Linked DNA regions of Anas platyrhynchos: region 1 is linked to region 2. Evidence: chromatin contacts called from public Hi-C data. All regions are on one chromosome and are shown on one strand. Each heading gives the region's core, a stretch centred on a gene start, on an enhancer-like site or on the middle of the called end of the contact. The rest is flanking DNA. Distances are from core to core; before and after follow the strand shown.

Evidence for each region. A called contact is a pair of places that touch in the nucleus more often than the background predicts.
Region 1: a contact with region 2 is called in a Hi-C map of small yellow follicle, with 5 times the contacts expected there. The contact joins two enhancer-like sites. A contact is called at or near these places in 2 of 8 Hi-C or Micro-C datasets (F5 follicle and small yellow follicle).

The regions. Positions count from the first base shown.
Region 1 is chr7:14,169,644-14,174,555 of IASCAAS_PekinDuck_T2T, reverse strand. No RefSeq gene overlaps it. Among named protein-coding and RNA genes, the nearest start is that of GLI2, 32 kb to the left of the region's middle. Within about 2 kb of position 3,100, at least 2 of the 8 cell types and tissues checked have an H3K27ac peak or open chromatin away from gene starts, as enhancers often do. A contact at or near this core is called in small yellow follicle, where this site is marked.
Region 2 is chr7:14,131,076-14,136,269 of IASCAAS_PekinDuck_T2T, reverse strand. No RefSeq gene overlaps it. Among named protein-coding and RNA genes, the nearest start is that of GLI2, 70 kb to the left of the region's middle. Within about 2 kb of position 1,654, at least 5 of the 8 cell types and tissues checked have an H3K27ac peak or open chromatin away from gene starts, as enhancers often do. A contact at or near this core is called in small yellow follicle, where this site is marked.

The DNA.
Region 1 (4,912 bases), core at 1,851-4,350, 37 kb before region 2:
CACTGAAGTCTTTAAGATTTGTTTACACAAATCTCAGTGAGGAGCATTTTCAGTGTGACTGATTCTGCTGAAGGCAGCGATAGGACTAGCTGACCTCTTCAGGCTCCATTGACTGCTATCATTGCTGGTTTATGTTTCAAGTGAAAATCAGGGGCATGATGCTAAAACTAGTGGGGAGGGATTTGTCTTCCATTATGCATAAGGTCTGATTGAATGATAATTTTATGTGATGGTGGAAAACTTGCAGTATCTGAATTACTGCATTTAGAAGGTGAGGTAAGTCTGCCTGTTTTTTTATTATTATTATTATTATTATTATTATTATTATTATTATTATTATTATTATTATTATTATTTGATGGGAGTTTTTTTTTTTTTTTTTGCTGTTCTTTTTTCTTTATTCTTTTGATAGTGGGTTTTTTGCTGCTGTTGTTTTGTTTGGATCTGCTAGAGACTGGGAAGGATCAGAAATGGAGGTTCTGGTTATCTAATACCTATCTCGGTACTTACCTGCCCTGAAGCCTTGTAACTGTTCAAGTGCTTTTTGAGAAATGGTGTTTTTCAGACTATCTGAGGCTAAACTGGATGATGGTGAACTTGAAAAAGCAGAAAATCAAAAGCACCACGCAAAGGTGGCAGGGGCTAACATGTCCTCCGCAGCAGAGAGACAACAGAATCAAGATGATTCACAACCAAGGCTGTACAAATAACTAATTTTTCAGTTTGCCAGGTGAACTTGAAGGGAGAAAAAACATTCACACTGCCCTGAAGTGAAGTTCATGTGTGTTTCTTGATGGAAGGAATGATGGAAAAAGAAAAAAAAAGCACACCAAGATATTTACATCAGGCTAACTAAACTGTTTCTTTGATTTGAAATTGTTTTGTCTTTGCGGTCTGTAGCACATAAACATGAGTTTACGCAAAGTTTTCTTGAAATGTCAAACCCATAACTGAATTTTTGAGTGTTGAACAAATGATTCACCCCCCAATTTTTTTTTTTTACGGCTCTATTCAGAGCTTTGTGCATTTCAGCTTCAATAGCTATACTGTTGGGTGCTGATATTCTCAAAATGCACCAGAGAGTTGCAGCCCTTCAGACTGACCAGATACACCATGCAATGGAAAAGCCCAGAGGAATTCAATGAAAGTAATTCACTTCAAGAAATTTCCCTGTAAAACATCACTTGGGTGAAGAGAAGTTTGTGAAGCCAGACCTTCTCCCTGGAACTGCTGGACACAACTAGGAGAAAACAGAAAGTCTTGCCTTTTTTTTTTTTTTTTCCCTTCTCTGATATTGTCCATTTAGCAGGAATAATTTGTTTTCCATCTCCCTTCCAATGCTGCAGCTATACATCCACCAGTTCCATGAAGTCTGTCACACACCTTTCTCCAGCTACTGGACAGAAAACCTGGTACCCAGAGGTAGCTGAGTTGCAAAACTTTGCATAGAAATTTCTCAGCCAAAACACATAAAAGAAAGAGGTGTTATTTTTCATAGAGACGAATCTACATCATCAAGCTTGTCCATATAGTGCTGCAACATGTGTCTTTCAAACAAGAATGTTGCAGAAAAATAATACCCTAGTGAGCACCTACCACTTTGGCTCAGCGTGGGCTGTAGCTGTATAGACAGAGTGCTCCCACCAGTTCGGACAACCACGTGGGGCCTGAAGAAAGTTCAGCACCTTCCCCTGAAATACAAACAGCCTCTGAAAATGCAGCACAGTCACATCTGGCTGAAACTTATTAAAAATATAGAAGATAGAATGTCACAAAAAAAAAAAAAAAAAAAAAAAAAAAAGAAAATGGAGAAGACATGATCTCTGCAATAGACAGATCTTATACATAAGGGAATAGGTATTTAACAAAATGGTCGAAATCTCTTCATCAGCTCTTTTTACTGTAAGAAACATGTCAGTGTCAAGGGAACTTGCATTGAGACCAGAAGAGAATTTTTAGTCTGAACAGAGGGAGGAAGATTTAGCCATAGAGTCATTGTACTCTTTTCTGGTCTGGTAAATGATAATCATTTTTAAAAAAAATAAGAATGGAGTAGCTTAACACAGAATTGAAGAGAGACAGATAGTCCAGATTTAGGATGCCCTCCCAGATTTTAGGGATCCCCATTTTAGTTTGTGTTCCACCATATTCCACCTGTGCTCAAGGCTGAAGGATTCAGGTCTGGAACAACCCTTTACAATAGCTATTTTTAATTAATACACTTTGGCTGATCATTTCTGTGGGCAAACGCTGCACAGCACACACTGCGCCCACTGGCCCGTGCAACATCCGCGGCGGCTGCAGGGCCCAGCAGCCTCCACGCAGTCAAGTGGCTCTGCCTCTCCTGGGGTCTGTGTTTTCTCCAAAGGCACGACAGCAACATATTACAAACTGCCAAGTTTTGTTCTCAGAATTAAACTTTGGTTTTTCATCTACCTGCTAGAATGGAGTTCCTGCTTTTGCTAGAGGATGGCATCTGTTTCTCTACCTTCTTTAAATGTTTTGCATTGCATTGTTCACAGTTGGCAACGTATCAGGCCATCTTAAAGAGAAATAAAAAGATGTATTTCTTAAGACAGTGCACTCCCAGGAGGAAGTGCATTAGATCGTACTGCTGAGAAATTCTGGAGTTAAACTTTGCTACCCATCCGACTGCCAGTGCATTCACTAGAGATGGCTTCGGTTTATTTTCACAGAGCCCGGCTGGATTTACAGAGCCAAGAACCAAGGAAAACAGGACAACATCTCCTGTCTGTGCCATGAAAACGGAGGAACTTAGCCATAGGATCCAGGTGCAAAACCCCTGGCAAGGGAAGGTGCCATTTTCACATCCTCTTCCCTGCCTGCTGTCCCAGGCACACTTTGAGGGCTGCACCAGGAGGGGGCAGGAGAAAGCCGTCCTTGCCTCCCCGCAACGGGAACCCTGGCAGCCCGACACAAAACTTCCCCAAGTCCGCTCCTGCGCTGCTGGCACCGTCCTTCCCTCCTCGCATCGAGGGCTTGGTGCCGAGCGGTTCGCGTATGGATTATGTGCAGGCGGGGATCCCGCAAATCCGGGTTTGTAATGCATCCCGCGGGGTCAAGGCCAGGCTGCCTAAAAGCCTTCCGCGCTGGTCCAACTTCGCCTCCTCCCCTGCTGCTAGGAGTTGTGACATTGAGATAAATGAGTTTGGGCTCATTTTCCCTTGCAGCCCTTTGACGTAAAAAGGCTGTTGCAGCCCCTGCACTCAAGCGGCTTCTCAGAAGATCCTTACCTTGCTAGGTGCAATCATCAGCAACAACAATTGTACAGTGGATGCGATTGAATGTGGTCTTGTATAGCTCAAGGCAGGGTAGATAAGTACTGATAAAGCACCTAGTGGTTATCAGAGCAGCCCTGCTGCACCCATGAGTTGCTTGCACATCATAGCTGGGCAGATCACAAAAAAACGCACGGTGCCCACTGCGTTTCGGTAAATCTCCATCTTCAGAGAATACAATTTCAGACACCTACCTTGGCAGGGAGAAAGTGTGAACTAAGAGTGATGGGGAAGACTCATGCATTTCAAAACTTCCAGCTTCTGGGAGGGTCAGGAAAAAAGTAAAAAAACAACAACAACAACAAAAAGAGAAACAGTCTTCTCTTGTGGTATTTTGGCATTTCTGCTTTCAATCATAGCCAGCAACCAGAAATGTGAAGCCTTATGAGAATTAAATATGTAAGGAAAAATATATCAACCAACCTTTGCTGAACAACAAAGACGACTTGGCTCATGTTGGTTTCCAACAATGGGTGAAGGTTCAAGTCACTTACTTCAAAAATACATTACTCATGAATGAGCTTTATTAAGAAACCTTGTGCTCCTATAACTCTTTCCATGTGAGGTTTTCAAGTACTTTATGGAATTAAGCAAAACAACCCTGGGAGGTAGATTAGTTCTAACATCCCCACATTACAGATGGGAAAACTGAACACTAAGCACATCTGTAGGAGAGCCAGAAATAATATTACCTAACTCTCGCGTACTGCTTTTCAGCAGTAGATCTCACATCTTTACAATGGAGGAACCATTATCCTTATTTTATAAAGAGGCAAAGCAACTTGCTTAGGCTGGCCAATAGCCGAGTGAGAGGAGCCAGTTCTTCCCAGGCCCGGTAGTCCCAAGGCATGATTTTACTAACTAAATGACCAAACCACACTCTCTTTCTTTAATATTAAATAATTATGCAAACACAAGCACACACAAAAATTAAATACAAAGGAAATACATCGTGTTGATTCTGAGAAGATAAAGAACTGTTTTCTAATTCCGAGGAATTTCTTGTTTAACTATATCTCATATCCCACTGATGCATTACATCTTTGTCTTGCCAGTGAACATGAGAAAATCAGCAAAGGTCAATTCTTTTCACATTAATCATGTGGTATTACCTGACCACAGACAGCATCAGCAGAAAAATGTAACATCAAAGAAGTCTGTTCTGTGATCCTTTTGATGTTGCAAACCCGAACACAGAGAAGATAGTTTGAATTTTCACAGAAGTAATGAGAAATGTACACAGAACGGGTCATGTTGTTGCCATTTTTAAATAAAAATAAAAGTCCAGCAACACTCTTCCCCCAGATAAAACATCCATTTCCCTTTGATAACCTTTTCCCTTCTTACAGGAAAAACAAATAAACAAGCAAAAAACTATTGATCTCTTTTACTGTAAAACTCTCTTACAATGCACCCAATTGCCTTTTAAGCAAGATTTCATCCCAGGGCAGGCCCCACAAAGAGCAAGGCACTCGATAGACAAATCAGGAAGATGATCTGGTCCCAAAGAGTTCTCCATCTAGACACTGTTCCACCCCAATATATCCCCTTTGCTTCCTCTGTGCAATCCCATTACTTCGAGCCCAGAACTAGCAGTCTGAGATCAGGCAGCA
Region 2 (5,194 bases), core at 405-2,904:
TTATGATAGCTTATGTGATAGAGAATGGCTTATTCTCTACTCACTAAAAAAACAAACAAACAAACAAAAAAACCACGAAATTCTCCTCCTTTAACTGGGATTGGGACACATTCAACAAACTGCTACAAGTGGACACGTGTTTCTGATGGGCAGATCCATGTGAGATGGTGTCTAACTAGCTGTACTGGACCCAAAGGCCCAGGATCTGTTGTTTAAGTAGATACTAGTTCTTCCTTTGTCCCATTCATGAAAAAATCACTCTAGAAGAACCCCTGATACCATGATAACACATTCTTTTCTTTGATCAGCATGTTATCTTAAGCTGAAATCATTATTGTTTTTCTCCCCTGGAGTCACTCCAACCAACCACTGCTTTCCTCAGGGGTACTGCCCCACCTGAACACAGTGTGCAGCTATGGCCACATTAATACTAAATGCAATAAAAAGTGTCCTTCGTCTGTTTATGTTTTATAGTGATTAAAGTCAATTTTGTTCTTTTGTTAAAACAAGAACCAGCACATAATTCTCTTGAGACTTCTGCATGTACCCCCAACTCCTGAAGCCTCTGAGTCAGAGAGAGCTCCTTTAACTACAGGCATTCCAAATCTAAAACATAGCTTTACTCCCTATAAAGGAAATTTGCCATATCTGTTAAAATTTTATTCCTGTGTGCATTATAGTTGTTTCCCCATCTACATTTTCCTTTTCATCTATTGACAGTAAATTTCATCTGCCATTTTAGCATGCTGTCACTCACTCTTGTGAGATTCTTCTGCAGCTCTTCATGCCTAAGTTTGGATTTCGTTACCCAGAATAATTTTATATCACCAAATGCTCTCATTATTCAATCTAATATCTAAGTTCATTTATGAATATGTTGAACAGCACAGATACCAGCTGGATACTACTAAGTTCCCTTTATCATGCAAGCTGACCGTTTATTCCCACTTATTTTTTCTTCCATCTTCTATCTAGTTATTAACCCCTAAAAGGCTCTCCTCTCGTTTTGTGATAGCTGTTTCCTTACAAGTAGGAATCATTTGAAAAACTTCCTGGAAACTCAGTATAGCTCCTTATCAGCTCCTTCCCAGAGGTTTTCATTTGCCTGCATTTAATTCCTTTAAAAAATCCTCTAATAAATCCATGAGTTGAAATGCGTACGCCACCTTGGCTTCTCACAATAGATCATATTTATCCATATTTATTCTTTATATTTCCCATAGGTTCTGCCTGATACAGAGGTCAGACTTGCTCCTGTCCCAACATTCAACACTCAAGTTGACATTTGCCTTTCCTTTTCTAGGAGGGGGTGTCCTTTAGTACTACATTACTAACTTGTGTTCCATTTTTGATGTCTAAGTGCAACATTTTTATGGAAAACTGCTGTCTAGCTATGTTCCTCATCCTTTATTTGGGTAGATGCTTGCTACAGCCCTGTCTGAGGTTGTCGGCTACTTTCTCCCTGTTTGAAATATGACAAGACAAGGAGAAAACTTAGCTGAAGAAACTTCTTCCAGAAGGGACCCTTTCACCCACCCAGTCCCTTCCCAGCTCAGTGCTGGTGACACCTGATAATGGAAGTAGGAACACGTCCTTATTTATCAGCCCCCTTACAATTAGTTGGGTCTGCTGCCTTTCTGGTATGTTGTGTAGGAACAGGCTGCACATTTGTGTTGCATAAAGATAGTTTAGGCATATCGATGTTTCTGCATTGATGGGACATGGGAAGGTGATGAGTGCCTGTTTGTGTCTGAGCAGGGTGTGGGTTTTTGCTGGGTGATTATAACACAAAGTATGTTACAGTGAGATAGCTTATTTGAAGAATGCACAGCAATGAAAACCACAAGGGGGAAGAAAAAAAAAAAAGGACTCAGTTCTAATCCTCAGCAGTATGTGAAAGGTTAGGAAAGAAGACAGTCAAAATGTAATTTCAGAGTCTGATTCAAACCCTACTGAAGTCAATGAAAAATCCCCTTTGGCTTCAACTGGTTCTAAACTAGATCATTAATAACTGTCACTCTGAGGTTGCACTTAAACATCAATGTGCTTTAAATTTAAGAAAACTATGGACAAGTGAGGCAGCATATGAATTGTAGAAATTGATTAATGTGAAAAAATCAAAATTTGTTGGGTCCAATCCTGCTTCCTTTGGCATCTCTGAGAGTTTTGCCATTGATTTTAGCTGTTGAAAAATGTCCCCACTTTCTAGAGGGAGATTTCCATGTGAATCTCCAACAAGGAAATGTTCATTCATGAGCCTCACGATCTAATCCATGGCAGCTTTAGCAGAACACAAGGACATCCCTGGAGAGCAGGATGAAGTCAGATCAGAGCTGTAAGATGAACAAGGCCACTTAAAGCCTTGCTTAAGTCAACATAAGGATATTAAAGTTGAGATTTCACCACTGCCTTTCCATTGCAGTGGGAACTTGATGCACAGAGGGTTGAGAGAGAGTTGAAGCAGGGAGACCCGGTGATGCAGGGTTACATCGTAATCCAGCCTGCTAATCACAAAAGCATGGATAAGCATTTCAGCCTATGTTTCTCAGGCAAGCATCTAATCTTGGAGATGCTAGTTGCTTTCTAGTGTGGTGTTTTCTTCTCCCTTTCTTATTTTTCATTTTTTTAATTCTCTTCTCTCTGTTTTTGGTTTTTTTTTTGTTTGTTTGTTTTTGAAACTTTCACACAGCCTAAGGTGAGAGGAAATAGAAGTAAACCCCCCAGCTGCAGATAAACCACAGCACTCTGAATAATGATTGCAAAGGCTCATCAGTTTTCAGGGCATGACCAGACTATCACCGAGAGTTAGAATGGCATTTTTCATCTGCCTCTTCTCTCCATCCCTCCCAGGGCTGTCACTGCAGAAGCACAGGTTGGCAGGTAAGCAGGAATAGTGCTTCTGATTCTCGGACAAGACACAAGATAAAATGGACCAGTCAGTATCCTTGTGCCAAGACCAAAGGAAAGACAGAAAAGAATCCTGAGAAAAGGATTAAGCAGGAATCTCCAAACCCTTTCTCTTATTCACTTGTTCCTAGAAACAAAAAGAAGCCAACTGATCTTGCAATTGCCTTTCCCAGATGGGAGATAGGGACTTTCCAAACTCTTCATCTGTCATCAGCCAGGGATGGAAAATCCTTGTCATCATCCCAAGGAAAAGAAAAGGGTAAACATTAGTCAGGGAGATGCTCTGAACCTTGTTTGTTAAATATTTAAAATGCAAATAATTATAGGCCAGGCCCTGCTATATGTTAGCTGCTGTCCCATTATAAAGTTACTATAAGGTAGTATTTTAATGGCTCTGTTTACAGTTGAACTGTAACCAGGATACATAAACTCCCAGAGTCAGGGTCAGCATATTTATTTAATAAACTTTGGTGCTACGTATCTTTTATTCCTGAAGGACAGCAGCGAAGAAAACTGGCAAGGGTTGTGAGTGCACTGAATGCTATATGAAAAACTGTAAGGTTGTTTAAACAGATGATTACAAAAACGTTTATCTGTTATTTTCACAAACTGCAGTGATCAAGCAATCCACATCCCATGAGATGACTGACAACAATTAAAGTTTTTAGGATAGTTGGGGTTCTACAAAATCTTATTAGTACAATGACAAGGATGCTGCTCAAAAGGGTTTTAATATGCTATGGTGAAAGGAGAAATCCACCCATGGGAAAAAATAGGGCCCAGCTTAGCTGGACAAAAGACATTCAAGGGACAGGAGAAGCAGAGATTTCAGAACTCTCTCAGACAAGATTAAATAAAGTAAATTTCAAGAAATGTTCATGTATCTGAACATAACATCAGGTCCTTCCTGAGGGCCGGGGGGTGCTAGGGGCCTCGATATGGAGTAAGCATCAGGGCCACAAAACTTACACAGCCTGGTACCTCCCTGGAGCAGCAATGGGAGGCAGAAAGGAGAGACTCAGACGGCTGCTGGATAAAAATCCAGGCACACTCCTGAATCCACATCATATATGTATGATGTGCTCACAGAAAAGAAATCTACCTTGCTCATGCATAACTGGAGCCAATGGGAAAACAGAAATCTCAGTAGACATCTCATCTGTAATGTTCTATTGGCCTTGCAGGGGGAATTAAATAGCTATGAAATAGGACAGCAGATTGAATATAACTTTCCATTACCGAACACATATGAGTACATTCTGTCAAAATCATGGAGAAGAAAAGGAGGTTGCCTCATGTTTGAAGCTTCGCTTATTCTCCAGAAAATTGAACGACAGAGAGGGAAAAAGGAAGAAAAAAGCCCCACAAACTGAATATGCCCTTTTCACCCCAATATGATTTCTCCTGAGGTGAAAGGAAAACAAGGTCTTTGGCGTTTTGGATGTATTGACAAGTTTTTGTCAGATTGCATATACATTTATTAAACCACACTTGGATTCTTCAGTGCACAATTCAGGCAAACAATGCTTTCAAAGTACATGGACCACTGAAATTGTTGTACATGATTCTTTCAGAGAAGCTAAAATGCTTCACTTCATCTAAAAATACACAATGACAGCACAGCAGTCCAAGACACAGTTGTCACAGGTATCAGAAACACCTGCAAAGGGGAGATCTCAAGCACAAAATATGCTAAAACCCATTTCTCAACTTAAATGACTGCAAAAAGACTGTGATATATTGTAATTTATTTTAAGTTCTCTGGCACCATCACATCCGAACACCTCTCAATCCTTCACATACTAACCTTAGAAATTCGCCTGAGGGGAGGCAGTATTCCTATTTCTGTGCTAGTAATGATCAAGAACAAGAAAAAGCCCTGGATGTAGGCAGGCAGCTAGCTTTCTGACTGCTGTCATGACACCTCCCTTCTGGCTGAAGACTTGTGTATTGCTCAAGATCACCTTCGGATCAACTTTTCCTTGTGTGAAACTGCATATGCCAATACGGGAGAACAAAAGGACATGAAGAGAACTCAAAAGAATATAGCAAAGTGCTCTTAAGAAACATTAAATATAACACAGTTACAGAATACTTAATTTCAGAAAGTTATAAACATAATTAGTGGATTATTGGTGGTTTACAGTGCTTTCAAACAATACAGTTGTTCACGTAGTTCACATAACCAAACACATGCCTGGGAATTCTCACCTTATCAGAGAACTCAGCTAACATGAGGAAACTCATGAGGACATCCATATATTCCCCTGGAAAACGTAGCTGTAAA